Linked DNA regions of Zea mays: region 1 is linked to region 2. Evidence: chromatin contacts called from public Hi-C data. All regions are on one chromosome and are shown on one strand. Each heading gives the region's core, a stretch centred on a gene start, on an enhancer-like site or on the middle of the called end of the contact. The rest is flanking DNA. Distances are from core to core; before and after follow the strand shown.

Region 1 (3,032 bases), core at 60-2,559, 110 kb before region 2:
AGTATATTAGAATTGATATAAAATAGTAAATGTTCTAAGAAAAACTAATTTTCCGTTCTAAAATGAATGAATGTCCTATATAAATATGTGTACTAAAACTTAAATAAAATCATGAAGAAATTTATCTATATATTGTAAAGTGGAGAGTTATAGTTAAATGTTTATGGAACTTCGTTGAGATGTGTTCACTGTATAGATAAAGTGGAGAGTTATAATTGAATGTTTATGAAACCTATTGAATTTTATTATTGAATATCACTAGTATATTATTAAACTTAAAGTCATTTTAATTAGAAATTAGTGATAAAGTTAAGTTTTAAATGGTTCCATGAAACATATTTTTTTCACGGATATAGATAGTATCGGATACTTCATGGTTTTTTCGAATACGAATATGAAATCAGATAGAGAAAAATACTGTAAATCGAATTCGAATACATCCATGTGACATCCATATTGAAATCGAATACGGATACAGATATCCATATTAGCAGTTTTAGCGGATACGAATACGGATAATTCGGATCTCCAGACATCAATTTCTAGCCCTAATTGGCGAAGTGACATACTAAAAAGACAAAAGTGTCACTAAGGGGTGTTTGGTTTGCCCCTGCTAAAATTTAGCCCCTATCACATCGAATGTTTGAACCTCCGTTCGGGGTATTAAATGTAGTCGGATTATAAAACTAATTTGTCAGCCGAAGATTAAAAGACGAGACGAATCTAGTCCAGTTGGTTGGGTCTATATTTCATACTCCTATTTAAAAGTCAAACGCTTGATGTGACCCGGGCTAAACTTTAGCAGGATCAACCAGACACCCCCTAAAGTATAACCAACAACAAGTGTCAGACAAGGATATTCTAGATTTTAACTAGACAAGGATATTTTAGATTTTAACTATAAAAAATACGGAGTCTTAAAATATTTGGATTATCCAAAGGAACGAAACAGGCCCTAGTACATACTCCAATGCTAAGGCCCTGTTCCAATCCCGTGAGATAAACTTTAGCAGCTTTTTTTTAGCTACTTTTAGCCATTTGTAATCTAAACATGAGAGCTAATGGTGATAATTAAAACTAAACTTTAGTACTTCAATTCATATAGCTAAAGTTTAGCCGGAAGCTAAAGTTTATCCCATGAGATTGAAACGGGCCCTAAGAATAGTAGGAGTACAATCCCGGTTCCCATCAATACGTTTTACGGGTCGGACGCTAGATGCGGTATATATAATAAGCGTACTCTCAACTCTTGAGAACCGCCTCTACCCGCACCGCGCTCTTCTTCGGATCTTTCCCTAGCCGCGCGTACGCGAGACTAGCCCTAGCCGCGCGTACGCGAGACACCAACCACCGGCGCCGCTATGCCGATCTCCTCCACGCTCGCCACACGCCTCCGCACCGGTCATTCTTCCGCACCCAAACCCGCACGGCGGAGCCCCTACACCAGACCCAAGCCCAGCGGCGGCGCCAAGGCCTCCCGCCCTTCCCCCCGCCTTGATCCAGCGACCACGAGACCTCTCGAACCCTCTCAGAAGGCGGTGCGATCCGGTTTGGGTCGCCGTGCCGAGCCCGATGTGCCCGACGCGCGCGCGGCTGAGTCGAAGCCGAAACTGGCGCATGGAGACGATAGGCCGCCCCTTGAGGAGAAGCGCCGCTGCAGCGGTGAGGGCGGATTCGTCTTCCTCTGCGCCCTTGCTGGACACACCGAGGTGCGCGCTTCCCCCATCTCTCTGAAAATTCTCTATCTCGACGCGATCGCCAATTTCTGTGGTGGAGTCTTACAGTAATCATAAAATCTGATAGGCTATCGGTGGGATTTCTCTGCCGTCTGGTTCGAACAAGCTCTACTCCGGCAGCGTCGACGGATCTGTTCGCATCTGGGACTGCAATTCCGGCAAGGTAGCTTGGTTCTCGGCTTCCGACGATGTATCTGATTATGCACGGGTTACCAACAATATCTCTGATATGCACGGGCTACCAACAATATCTCTGACTATGGACGAGTAACGGGCTGCTTCCACGGAGGTTCCAGTGAGGAGGTTGTCATTGTTCGTGGTGGTTCATGTGCTGATTAGCAATGTGTGCACCCTATGGAACCAACCATAACCGAATGGTGACTCCTGATTTTTTTTCTGATTGGTTGTGCCTAAATCACCAATCGTCAGCGGATCTCTTATGATTAGTTGGGTGATCCTGTGCTCCTGGTTTGGATTGGATGCTATCTGTCAGGCTAGCCTTGTTGCTATATATTGGAGGCTCTTCGCCTGCTTCGGTTACCCGTTTGCTTGGTATCAGTTTGTGGCGCTATCTGGTTGGTTGTCACTTGGTTGATACATATGGTTGCATGATCTGCAAGTGAATCTTCAGAGATTACAGCTATCTCATTAGTGGATAGTCATGCATTTATGTAAAAAAATAGCAATGAGAAAAAAGAACAAAGTAAAGAAAAAGAGAAAATATAGATAGAGATATGTGGGAGTATATCCAAGAGGATGGAAAAAAAATATAATCTGTTATCATATTACAATTTTTGTTCTTAATGTTTCTGCAATAGTGTGTTGATGTCATCAAGATGGGAGGCAAGGTTAGCTGCATGATCACCCATGGCCCATGGGTACTCATTGGAATTCCAAAGTTTGTGGAGGTGACATTCTGATTCTAGTGAGAGTACACCTTTATTTTGTATTATGTATGGTGACATTGAGGGGTGACTTTGCTTGGTACAAGGCATGGAACACAAAGACAGGGATGAAACTAAGATTTCAAGGGCCTTCTAGTCTGGTTTGTTCCATGGCTATCACGGATGAGATGCTGTTTGCTGGTACTGGAGATGGTCGCATCATGGCCTGGAGATTTCCTGCTAAGGAAAGTAACACTGAACCAGTGTTGATCCTCAGTGGCCATCAACGGCCAGTGATTTCACTGTCTATCTCGGCAAGAAGACTTTACTCTGGCTCACTGGACAAGACCATCAAAGTATGGATTTTTCTTCAAGATATTGCTCAATTGGCACTCAAAAGTTATGCTCATTC
Region 2 (3,030 bases), core at 410-2,909:
ACACAGAGCGCCAAATTATCCGTCGTGTACCACCGGACTGTTCGACGGTCCTCGGATCAAGTGGCACCAATCGATTCGCTGCTCTACAGAAATTGTTTTTCTTCCGTACTTCGACTTGAATGACTTCTTCTTTGCTCGAGTGGCTGTGTAATGTTGTTTTGAGTTTATATAGCTACTAGTTAGCTAGTGTGAGCCCATTGTGGTGTGTTCTTGGTGCTTTGAGTCGAGTGTTTTCAAGTGAATTTTTTCCCCTCTCATTCACCAATCACCATCCTCTGATCCTTCATCGAACATACATGCATGAATTACATACATTTATATGTTCTTGCTGTTAGTTGGAGGTTAGTTCGAGGAAATGAAATGAGTGTTATATTTTTCAACCGAGAAATAAATTAAGTGCAGTGAAGAAGGGTGGTTTCATATCTCAATCAGATGGTCCGGTTCGTATCATCTGTTCCAGTGATGTCGCTCTCGATCTGTGTATAAATAAAAAAGATTTTTTTTTATGGAAAAAAGAGTTCTACTTCTGCGCATGCCTGTTTCATACGTGATGCAGTTTATGTGCTCTTAATGGAGCATGTCAAGTTGTCAACTCATCATTAACCTGAAAAAAGCAAGGTCAACTCGTCAGGAGCTGAGAAAGAATTTATACAGGTTATATATATATATATATATATATATATATATATATATATATATATATATATATATATATATATATATATATATATATATATATATATATATATATATATATACACACACACACTGCAATAAACTACAGGAATGTTTGTTTGATGGAACTGACAAGTTAGCAGCAGGAGCAACGTCGCAGCGACAATATATTGACACCAAAGTCAGCAGCTCCACATTAGCATCACGATTGGCTGAGCAATTTCTTCTTCAACTTCAGAAGAATAGTGAAGAGGGCATGCCAAAGAAACGGTCAAATGTATATATGCAAACCACGAGTTCTGGAGATATGAACTGCATTTTTATTACTTGTCAGCGCATCCTCTAGAAGTCAAGCACACCTGATAATATTGATAACATGTCCATTTAGTTGTTTCTGCAAATTATACTAGTATTTAATATGATCGAAAGAACTTGGACGAGGACGATGAACCATTTACATCCGTCCGTGGAAATTCTAGTATTCTAAAGTCAACTAGTACTAAAAAAAACTCCAAATATATTATATTTATGCTTTTTCAACGACCTATAATATTGCTCAGTACTAAGCATGGAGTGCTGATAACAAAAGATGAGAAACATTTTAATCATGTTGACAATTTCATACGAAAATAAAAATATAAACAGGGTTATTTTGTGTCTGCCCTCAGCCCCTCACATACTTAGATGATTGAAAGTCCACAGCTCCAGGTGCAATGATACAATTCGTCATGCTGGTAGCATGTTACTGTCGACATGTCTTCTGTACAATTGCGCCTGATGGATCTTTTTCTCTCTCTCTCGAACGTGCACTGCATGTATTTCATTAAGAAGAGTGCACTGCATGTGTCAAATGACTGGAAGTAACGGAATGACATGTGGCATCTGAAAAATCATCAGCTACCATCCAAGGTGCGTCAGTGCAGAGCGGGACGTGATCCTTGGAGTTGCTCCGGCTCCTACACTGTGGATTTGGTTCGTTGCTAAGAAGAGCAGCCTGACCTGCATCTACCAGCCAGGTCGTTGCGTAGTGTGATAGGCTAGCTAAATGCATGCAGCCACTTTTGGCGCTTGTTTGGTTGGTATATTTTATATCGATTTGCATCTACCAGAGAGGTGCTAAGTAATTTTTACTTTGATTGAATCGATTGTATAGTACTTGTTTTTACTTTGATCGAAACTAAAGCCGGAGCATACTTGTCGGGACCATAATTAGGGGTACCCCAACAGTGCATAAACTCGGCTGGTAATCACCATCAGCACAAGCTGCAGAGCCTGATGGGCGCAATTCAGGTCAAGGCTCCGTCCACTCAAGGGACATGATCTCGCCTCGCCCGAGGGTCTCCTCAAGCAACGGGCGCACCCTCGACTCGCCCGAGGCCCAGCTCGGGCAGGCTTCGCACTGAAGCAACCTTGGTCAGATCGCCTCGCCAACCGACCGTATCGCAGGAGCATTCAATGCGAGGATCGCCTGACACCTTATCCTGACGCGCAGTCCTCAGTCGACAGAGCCGAAGTGACCGCAGTAACTTCGCCCTTCCACTGACCGACCTGACAAGAAAGCAGCGCCGCCTGCCCCGCTCCGACTGCTGTGCCACCCGCCAGGGTGAGGCTGACAGCAGCTGAGTCCAGCCTCAGGCACCACAGGAAGCTCCGCCTCGCCCGACCCCAGGGCTCGGCCCCCGCCTCGGCCTCGGAAGATGGACTCCGCCTCGCCCGATCCCAGGGCTCGGCCCCCGCCTCGGCCTTGGAAGATGGACTCCGCCTCGCCCGACCCCAGGGCTCGACCTCGACCTCGACCTCGGAAGGTGGTCTCCGCCTCGCCCGACCCCAGGGCTCGACCTCGACCTCGACCTCGGAAGGTGGTCTCTGCCTCGCCCGACCCCAGGGCTCGACCTCGACCTCGGACGGAATTGCGTCCTCGCTCGACCCCGGCCTCGGCCTCAGGAGGAGTCTCCGCCTCGCCCGACCTTGGGCTCGGACCTACCACGCCGCAGGGGGTGCATCATTACCCTACCCCTAGCTAGCTCAGGCTACGGGGGAACAAGACCGGCGTCCCATCCAGGCTCGCCCCAGTAAACAAGTAATGATGGCACCCCGCGTCCGCCCATGACGACGGCGGTTCTCAGCCCCTTACGGAAGCAAGGAGACGTCAGCAAGGTCCCAGCAGCCCCGACAGTTGTGCTTCTATAGGGCTCAAGCGCTCCTCCGACGACCACGACATCGCATGCACAGGGCTCTAACACCTCTCCGACAGCCATGTTGGCATGTACATAGGGCTCTGACTCCTCTTTACCGGACACGTTAGCATACTGCTACACCCCCATTGTACACCTGAACCCTCTCCTTACATCTATA

The links. A called contact is a pair of places that touch in the nucleus more often than the background predicts.
Region 1: a Hi-C map of endosperm shows a contact between it and region 2, with 2.4 times the contacts expected there. The contact joins the promoter of LOC100502220 here to the enhancer-like site in region 2. A contact is called at or near these places in 4 of 25 Hi-C or Micro-C datasets (bundle sheath, ear, endosperm and 1 more).

The regions. Positions count from the first base shown.
Region 1 is chr3:7,537,172-7,540,203 of Zm-B73-REFERENCE-NAM-5.0, reverse strand. It overlaps LOC100502220 (Zinc finger CCCH domain-containing protein 59), which reads left to right and starts at 1,309. Exons shown (of 7, transcript NM_001196697.1): 1 at 1,309-1,709; 2 at 1,804-1,899; 3 at 2,555-2,644; 4 at 2,728-2,976. The coding sequence starts at 1,362.
Region 2 is chr3:7,428,735-7,431,764 of Zm-B73-REFERENCE-NAM-5.0, reverse strand. No RefSeq gene overlaps it. Among protein-coding and RNA genes, the nearest start is that of LOC542585, 100 kb to the left of the region's middle. Within about 2 kb of position 1,659, at least 4 of the 20 cell types and tissues checked have an H3K27ac peak or open chromatin away from gene starts, as enhancers often do. A contact at or near this core is called in endosperm, where this site is marked.